3 separate regions of the Sus scrofa genome follow, and all the other regions are linked to region 1. A link is a contact called in public HiChIP or PLAC-seq and promoter capture Hi-C data. All regions are on one chromosome and are shown on one strand. The core of a region is the stretch at or near the end of the contact, and the rest is flanking DNA. Distances in the headings are between cores, read along the strand shown. Region 1 holds the start of GPR107 (protein GPR107). Region 2 holds the start of USP20 (ubiquitin carboxyl-terminal hydrolase 20). Region 3 overlaps USP20 (ubiquitin carboxyl-terminal hydrolase 20).

What was found. Promoter capture Hi-C pulls out the DNA fragments that hold promoters and counts their contacts. HiChIP or PLAC-seq counts read pairs in DNA pulled down with a chosen protein or histone mark.
Region 2: an H3K27ac HiChIP or PLAC-seq map of alveolar macrophages shows a contact between it and region 1. The contact joins the promoter of USP20 here to the promoter of GPR107 in region 1. A contact is called at or near these places in 1 of 5 promoter capture datasets (fetal liver), 4 of 47 Hi-C or Micro-C datasets (blood, embryonic fibroblasts, liver and 1 more) and 1 of 2 datasets of contacts at active chromatin or transcription factors (alveolar macrophages).
Region 3: a promoter capture Hi-C map of liver shows a contact between it and region 1, with 3 times the contacts expected there. The contact joins the enhancer-like site here to the promoter of GPR107 in region 1. A contact is called at or near these places in 1 of 5 promoter capture datasets (liver), 5 of 47 Hi-C or Micro-C datasets (blood, embryonic fibroblasts, liver and 2 more) and 1 of 2 datasets of contacts at active chromatin or transcription factors (alveolar macrophages).

The regions. Positions count from the first base shown.
Region 1 is chr1:270,188,901-270,191,741 of Sscrofa11.1, forward strand. GPR107 (protein GPR107) reads left to right here and starts at 1,405. Exons shown (of 18, transcript XM_021070180.1): 1 at 1,405-1,777. The coding sequence starts at 1,637. LOC102158087 (a long non-coding RNA gene) reads right to left here. Exons shown (of 4, transcript XR_002337861.1): 4 at 2,085-2,458.
Region 2 is chr1:269,994,193-269,997,033 of Sscrofa11.1, forward strand. USP20 (ubiquitin carboxyl-terminal hydrolase 20) reads left to right here and starts at 1,340. Exons shown (of 27, transcript XM_021070139.1): 1 at 1,340-1,427. It overlaps C1H9orf78, which reads right to left and starts at 1,202. Exons shown (of 9, transcript XM_003122220.4): 1 at 1,049-1,202; 2 at 636-695. The coding sequence starts at 1,131.
Region 3 is chr1:270,024,661-270,027,501 of Sscrofa11.1, forward strand. USP20 (ubiquitin carboxyl-terminal hydrolase 20) reads left to right here. Exons shown (of 27, transcript XM_021070139.1): 11 at 1-55; 12 at 58-201; 13 at 522-662; 14 at 982-1,097; 15 at 1,325-1,497; 16 at 2,107-2,201. Among named protein-coding and RNA genes, the nearest start is that of USP20, 31 kb to the left of the region's middle. Within about 2 kb of position 1,386, at least 2 of the 83 cell types and tissues checked have an H3K27ac peak or open chromatin away from gene starts, as enhancers often do. A contact at or near this core is called in liver, where this site is marked.

The DNA.
Region 1 (2,841 bases), core at 155-2,654:
CAGCTGCCGGCCTAAGCCACAGCCAGAGCAACACCAGATCTTAGCTGCATCTGCAACCTAAGCTGCAGCTTGGGGTAGGGTCCTGGAAACTTAACCCACTGAGCAAGGCCAGGGATGGAACCCACATCCTCATGGATACTCTGCCGGGTTCTTAACCCACTGAGGCACAGTAGGAACGCCACCTCCTCTATTCTTTACTTGCCCAACTGATTTTTTTTAACCTGAATATAGCACTTTATCTCCATTAAAATGTATCATAGTAATTCCAGGTCCTAGTTCCAGTTAAAAACTTTAAAATCTGATTCAGTCATTAAACACTTTAGTATACCGATAATCATTCAGTATCGTGATTCCTGGTGTTTCTTTTTCCTTTTTTTAATAATGATTTCAGTTTTTCCATTATTCCTGGTGGTTTTTATTTTATCCTCTTTTGCTTAAATGACTTCACACAAAGAGCATGCATTACTTGCAGTGGTGTGTGTGGCAAGCTAAAAAAAGAACCTAAACAAATAAATAAACCTAGCTAGTCTACTGGCAATTTTAATAAAAGTGTTCTATAACTTCTTGGTAAAAAATATAGTGAGTTGGAGGGAACCAACTACTGAATCCTATTAAAAATCGTCCTCCAGGAGTTCCCATCGTTGCGCAGCAGTTAACGAATCCGACTAGGATCATGAGGTTGCAGGTTCGGTCCCTGCCCTTGTTCAGTGGGTTAACGATCCGGCGTTGCCGTGAGCTGTGGTGTAGGTTGCAGACGTGGCTTGGATCCCACGTTGCTGTGGCTCTGGCGTAGGCCGGCGGCTACAGCTCCGATTCGACCCCTAGCCTGGGAACCTCCATAGGCCGCGGGAGCGGCCCAAAGAAATAGCAAAAAGACAAAAAAAAAAAAAATCGTCCTCCAAATTCCAAAGATTAGAAACAAAGGATGAAATAGCATGAAGCACTATAACACAGTATTTAGCAGCTCCCATGAAATTCCCTGTTCAACCTGAACAAATGACTTAATTTCTCAAGAGTTTCAGTTTGCTTATCGGTAAAGTGGGGATAATGCTCATTATCTCCCATCTCATCAGACTGTTCCAAGTTTAAATGCACACGACAGGCCTAACAAGTGCCTGATGAGGGCGCAATAAATTCCTATCACAATCACTTAGTCTGAAATTTTAGTGTGACGTGCCTCAGAAAACCCAAAAGACCTATGACAAGTCATGCTGTTCGAGGAGTCAGTCCCATCGATAGCTAGGCAACTTGGAGGCATCCCCACCCTTGGAGAGCCGGGTCCCTCCGCGGGCCCAGTAGCGCAGATCCACCACCGCTTTCAAAGCTCCCCTGGGCGGAGAGGAGGCCTGAGCTGGTCCCGCCCAGCGACCGTTGCCATGGCAACCGGCACACCCTCCCCACCGGGTGTGCAACGTCTTCGGGCTAAACCAAAAGTCTGCACAGGAGAGGCCAACTGAACGGCCCCCGAAATGGCCAGCTCAGGCCTATCAGCGACTTCCTGGGCCAAACACTCCACGAAGAAGGTCTTGGTCCCCGTCTCCGGCAGCTGAACTCCTCTTCCCGGCTTCCGGCGGCCGCCGACCTTTAACCCCGGAAGTGGGCGGGAGAGGAAGCGACTGGTGATGCTGGAACAAACATGGCTGCCCCGGCGCCCGTCGGCCTCTCGGGCTCACGCAGTCCTCTGCTGGCCGCCGGACTTCGGCTGCTCCCGCTGCTGGGGCTGCTGCAGCTGCTGGCCGAGCCCGGCCTGGGCCGCGTCCACCACCTGGCGCTCAAGGTAAGGCCCACCGCGGCCGGGCAGGACCGGGACGGGGGGCGGAGGCCGCGGCCGCTCCGGGACTGGGGGCGACTTGGGCCCAGGCGAGAGGGGCTGTGGACTCTTGGGCCCCCGCCCTCCCGGCGCGGCTTCCCTCGGAGAGGCGTCTGTTGGGAACTGTGGGAATGTTGGGAGTCCTCCGTCTGTCTGGAAGTGGCAGGAAGATTCGAACTGAGTGTGGGGAAGGGGCTGAACTGCGGCGTAACCCTAAAGGACTCAGGAGGCCGCGCTTGTAATCCTTGCTGGCTTCCCTAGCTTCCTTTCGAAGGCAGCCAGTCCTTCCTCGTCACTTCCAACTTTCATCCCCGACTTGGATTGTCCGCGGTCTCCACTTGTCCGTCCCCTTGAGCCTGGTCGTTGGAAGGTACGCCGAACCTTTGCCTCAGTTTCCCAGTTGGGCTTCGTGTTCTCTCTGGACTGCTCAAAGCTGGAATCTCCGGGAGGAATTCAGATTTCGCTTGAAAGACGAGACCAGGAATTTAAAACCAGCGTTAAAAATATGTTTCTAATTAGAGGCTCTGCCTTTTTACCCCTCTCTCTCCTGTGTCTAGGGAAGAGATTTATGACAGGCCTAGGATGATCCCTTGGATCTTGCTTTTTAACTCAAAACGTGCCCCCAGGCGATTCAGCAGGTTATGATATCTGGAGAATGGAAGAATAAATCATTATGATCCAAAGCCTTGTACATTATTTTCATAATAGACAGTTTTCTTAGAAGTGTGGTATTGTAGAAAGTTTGTCTTATTAAGACTCATTTCTTTAACAAAGCATTATATTTTGTGAATGTACAGTTTAAAGAATACATAATCGGGAATAAAAAGCCTGGCCAGACCCATGTTCCATACTTTGGGTATCAGTTGTTTGTAAATACAAATTATCCTGATTAATATGATTCTCAGAGTTCCCTGGTGGCTCAGTGGGTTAAGGATCTGTCATTGTCATTGCTGTGGCTGGAGTGGCTGCTGTGGCACGCGTTGGATCCCTGGGCCTAGAACTTTAGCATGCCACCGGCTTGGCAAAAAAAA
Region 2 (2,841 bases), core at 90-2,589, 190 kb before region 1:
AGGTACTGCTTCTTTTCTTTTTTTTTCTTTTTTTTCTTTTTTTGGTTTTTTTTGGAGCTGCACGCGAAGCATATGGAAGTTCCCATACTAGGGGTCCAATCAGAGCAGCAGCTGCCAGCCTAGCCACAGCCACAGCAACATGGGATCCAAGCCACATCTGCGACCTGCAGCTTGCAGCAACCCCAGATCCTTAACCCACTGAGCTAGGCCAGGGGTGGAACCCACATCCTCATTGATACTAGCTGGGTTCTTAATCCACTGAGCCACACCAGGAACTCTGTTATTTTCTTGATTATACTTTTCTAAATTTTTCCAAACTCTTAACAATCAGCATGTATTTCACAATTAATCAGGTGCAGTAAAAACACGAATCAATGAACCCGTTTCTGTACCTCTTGAGCAAACTTCAAGACCACAAGGCTCACGGCCTGTCCTGGCTAAACATTTGATAAAACGTTTAAATTTGATAAAACGTTTCCCTCTCCAGGCAGTGCAAGATGTAAAGTGTGTCCAGAGAAGGAGCTATGTCTGAAAAGACATTTGTGACGGCGTCTCGGGAGAGGGTGAGGGACCGTGGCGTCTCTGTCATCTCAGCCTCCTCTTCCTCCAGGTCCCCTCCCCTACGCGGTACCCACCTCACCCCGTTGGGCCTCTTTCTCAAGTTCTGTACCTCTCGAGTCTCCTCCAGTTTTAATCTGAAAGAAAAGCAATATTCAGGCTGAGGAACCCTCCGCGGAACTTAAGAGTCAAAAGATAGCTTCAGTGGACATCCCCTACACCTCTGTCAAGCCTCCTGCACAGGGGTCCAGAGGGTGACTGCGCCTAGACCCAACTGGAGTCCGATCCGCTGCGCACCCAGGGGCACCTCCTCAACCCTATGAGACTTTGAGGCGTCGGCCTTATCCCTTAGAGCTTCAATTTCAGCATCTGCACAAAGGGATAGCAATTCGGCTCAGAGCAATGGTGTCAACAAGGCGTCTGGCCGGTGGTGAGTCCCCCTAACCTGTCTCTCTCTTCTTGCCCCGTGAAAGCCTTGCCCCAAACGCACCGAACCTCCTCTGAGTCCTGCTCATCTTCTTCGGACTCCGAGTCAGCCCGGCGCCGCCGGAAAGTCTTCCCGGTGACCGGCATAGTCTGGCCGGACCCACGTACTAGCCTCTGCGTCGCTGCGCCTGGATCTGAGTACTTCCGGCGCTCAGCAGTGAAGTCAGAGCGCCGGCCCTGCCCGGCCCCGCCCCAAGCGTCCGGCCCCGCCCCCGGCCCACACCGCCCATCGGACCACGCCCCCAACCGCGGCGTCGGCCTCTCCTGATTGGGCATCCCAAGGGGAGGAGGCGGGGCGCGGCCGGCAGGGCCTCACGACCCTGCGCCGTGCCGCGGAGGGCGCGCTTGACTGACAGGCGGCGGTGGCGCGGTTGCGACGGCAGGTGAGTTCCGGGCCGCCGCCGGCTGCTTCAGGGGGCCGGGTCTCTCCAATCAGGGGCGACCCCAGCCCCGCTCCGGGCCGGCGGGGTCCTGGCCCTACCTGGTCCGCAGAACGCCGCGGCCAGGTGAGCAGAGCCTGGGACCCTCCCCTGGCTGCCACCGCCCTGTCCTCTCCCCCGGCCAGCGCCCGGGGGGATCCTCTCGGGCCTCACCGCCCCACTTCGAGCCTCCAGGGGCTCGTTGCTTCTCCGAAACAGGGGCCGCCATCTCTTTATTTTGCCTGGGCCCGACCCAGCCTTGAAAGCACGCGTGTGGCGTCTCGGAGCGCTTTTATTTTCCCGGAGTCTGGGCCCTGACGTGCACTTTTTTTTCTTTAGGGACAAAAGATGACCACTTCTTAGCGATGAGGAATGAAAGTCCCAGCCCAGATTGCCCCACTAATGATGGCTTCCAGCCACTTCTCTCCAAGGAGAGTTGCGTCTTGGTGTTTGGAACCTACTCGGAAGGGTTTGAGGGAGAGGGTGCTTGCTGGCCGCTTCCCGGGACCCTTGGGGGCCTTGTTTTCGTTCTTTGTCACGAGCACTGTCGCTCTGGCCTCCGCCCCTTCTACCCGAGGATGCCGTGAGGATTAAGTTTATTTGAAAAACAGACATCAGCGAACACTTAGGAAGTAACTAAATGCATACATAATGGCTGATGGGACTTGTAGAAAGCCCTTAGTTTTCGTTTTTTTCAATTTACTGTCTGTCTTTTCCTTTGCAAGAACTGTATTGAGTCCTTATTACAGGGCAGGCAGTGGACTTAGCATTATTTCATGAACTCAGTCCAGCAAGCCCCTGAAGTAGATTCCGTTGTTTTTCATTTTGCAAACAAGGACACCAAGGCTCAGAGAGGCAGTATGTGCCTCAGGTTACACAGCGGGAAGGTGGTGGAGGAATCAGTCACAGGCCTACCTCTGCTGCACCTTGTGCAGGGTACCTGGCACAGTGAGAGTTCAGTGAGTGTTTACTGCAGCATCTGTCATTCCAGCTCCCTGGCTGGGGGGAGGGGCTGATGAAACTGGGGGTTCCCTCTTCTGGAAGACCATTCTGAAGCAGGGCAGTGGTTTCTGGAATGCCTGACTTTTTTTCTGGAACAGTCTCCTCTGAGATTATTGTTCTTTTCCTTGGACCAAGACAAATAGTAGACTCAGGACTCCTTTTGGCTTGGATGAAAAGCCGTATTTTAAAAATCTCAAAATCTTGCCCTCTGCAGTCTGGTTCAGCCAAACCCAGGAGAATCCCTGGGCCCTGTGTCCCTGCGGGCTGAAGGAGAGGCTCCCTGGGAATTGCTGCAGGAGCCCAGGGAGCCAATGCCTGCAGCTCTCATGCTTTCAGAGTTGGCTCCAGTTTTGCCCACCCCAGCAGCCCTCCCCCC
Region 3 (2,841 bases), core at 136-2,635, 160 kb before region 1:
CTGATCCCGGACGAGGCGGGCCGCGCCATCTCCGAGAAGGAACGCAGGAAGGACCGCAGTTCTCCTGGGGCCAGCAGCGCACCAGCTCGGAGCAGGTGGACGAGGACGCCGACGTGGACACCGCCATGGCCGCCCTCGACCAGCAGCCCACGGACACGCAGCCACCGTCGCCGCGGTCCACCAGCCCCTGCCGGACGCCAGGTACCAGCCCGCCGCTCGAGCGCCGCAGCCCCGTGTGTGCAGCCCCCCCCCCCTGCCCTGGGGGCTCTCCCGCTAGATCGGCCTTGTAACATGACCGTGTGCAGACTCACTTGGCTGAGCAGTGGGATTCAGAACCCGCCTAGAACATGAAGTGCATGGACAGCACGTTCTGCCTGGGGGCTGGGACTGCGGCCGGGGTGGGCGCGGGACAGAGGAGACACGTGGTTCAGGCCTCGGCCCGTCAGGAGGGGTGGCAGGTCTTCCTGACCAGCCCGGACTGGCGTGATGCCCTGGCCCAGCACGGTCCCCTCTGCCCCCAGAGCCGGACAACGAGGCCCACATGCGCAGTGCCTCTCGCCCCTGCAGCCCCGTCCACCACCACGAGGGCCACGCCAAGCTGGCCGGCAGCCCTCCCCGCGCGAGCCCCGTGAGGATGGGTCCGTCGTACGTGCTCAAGAAAGGTTCGCAGGAGCTGGCGCCCCGGGAGGGCGGGCCAGCCTCCCCCGGTGGGCTCTCGGGGCCGGGGGTGGAAATCGGGGTCCTGGCCGCCTTTTTCAGGCACGTGTTCCCCAGGGCTGTGCGGCACCCTCTTGATGCAGCCTCTGAACCCTCCTCACTCCGCGGGGACACAAGTGGGGGCCCATCTCACAGACAGTGCCTGAGGCCCCAGGAGGCGGCACACACAGATGCCACCCCAAGTCCCTGCCGATGAGCCCCAGCGCCCACCCCTTGCCCCAGACAGGCTGGTGGGGCTGGGCTAGTCCCATGCTGTGCCCCCAGCCCAGGTACCGAGCACAGGCAGCCGGCGGCGGAAGGAGCAGCAGTACCGCAGCGTCATCTCAGACATCTTCGATGGCTCCATCCTCAGCCTCGTGCAGTGCCTCACCTGCGACAGGGTGGGTGCAGGGGGCTGCAGGAGGCCCCCGGGGGTTCTCACTCAGCTTGGGGGTGGGGCGCTGGTTCTCCGCAGTGCCTCCCCCCCCCGCCCGCCACCACCGGTTGTGGGGCTCCTGTGTCCAGGGCTTGGGGAGGCAGGTTCTGCTTTTTGGGGTGCAACTCTGCTTGGTCTGGGCAGGGCAGAGCCCTGGGAGTTGGAGACCCAGAGTGACCTTCAACCCTACAGGTGTCCACCACGGTGGAGACGTTCCAGGACCTGTCCCTGCCCATCCCTGGCAAGGAGGACCTGGCCAAGCTCCACTCGGCCATCTACCAGAATGTGCCGGCCAAGCCAGGGGCCTGTGGGGACAGCTACGCCGCCCAGGGCTGGCTTGCCTTTATCGTGGAGTATATCCGACGGTATGCCCACCTGCCCTGGCCTGGCCTTCCTGGACCTTGCAGCCTGCCAGGCGACAGGCCTTTAACAGCAAAGTGCAAGTATTTGCAGGGAGGAGGCAGAGTTTGGCAGGGAGCCTGAGGCTGAAGGGCATCGGGAGGTAGCTGAGTGGGGTGGGAGTTCCCTGGCCGCACTGGCATGGCGGCGTTCAGGAGGCCTGTGGATTGCTGGAAGGCAGGTAGTGATAGTGTGACCAAGTGGCAGCTAGAGCGCAGACCTGGCCTGGCGGAAAGAGCCATGGGTGCCTTTCCAGAGTCCCCACTGTGTACCATGGTGCCTGCTTCACCCACCTGCTATCAGGAACCTGAGCTCTGCCCAGGAGACAGGCCAGTGCGGCTTGGGCCCCTTTGCAGATGGGGCACAAGAGACTCGGGGAGCGGTGAGGTCATTCTCCCAAGGACACACAGCTGCTGGCTGGGGGTCCCAGGTTTTTGGCTTCCGACCTTGGCCCATCCCACCCACCAGGCCAGGCTGCCCCTCTGTGCCCAAACGGGCCTCAGCCCAAAGGCCCCTGAGTCTGACTCTTGCCCAGGCCTGGCAGCACCCCTGCCACTCCCTCTCTGTCTCTGTAGGTTTGTGGTATCCTGTACCCCCAGCTGGTTTTGGGGGCCAGTCGTCACCCTGGAAGACTGCCTGGCTGCCTTCTTCGCTGCTGATGAGCTGAAGGGTGAGTGGCCGGGGCTGGCTGGGGCGGGGGTTGCTGGGTCAGCATTCAGATCAGCGTGTCTGGGACTTACTGTCATTGTCTCGCTGGGCCTGGGACTGAGTGCTTTTGCTGCCCCACCACCTTGTGGCTCCTAGGGCTTCGCCTCTTTTTATTTACCAGTTTGGTGGACGAAAAGGATACCATTCTTTAATTTTGTACTTTCTTCATTACTGATGTGCTTGAAGTTTTATTTATTTTTGTCTTTTTAGGGCGGCACCCGTGGCATATGGAGGTTCCCAGGCTAGGGGTCCAATCGGAGCTGCAGCTGCTGGCCTACACCACGCATAGCAAACACAGGATCCGAGCCGCATCTGCACCCTACACCACAGGTCATGGCAATGCCAGATCCTTAGCCCACTGAGCGAGACCAGGGATCGAACCCACATCCTCATGGATCCTAGTTGGGTTCATTAACCCCTGAGCCACCTAGGGAACTCCAGAGCTTGAACATTTTTTTAAAAGTGGATTGGCTCGGAGTTCCCGTCGTGGCACAGTGGTTAACGAATCCAACTAGGAACCATGAGGTTGTGGGTTCGATCCCTGGCCTCGCTCAGTGGGTTAAGGATCCGGCGTTGCCATGAGCTGTGGTGTAGGTTGCGGA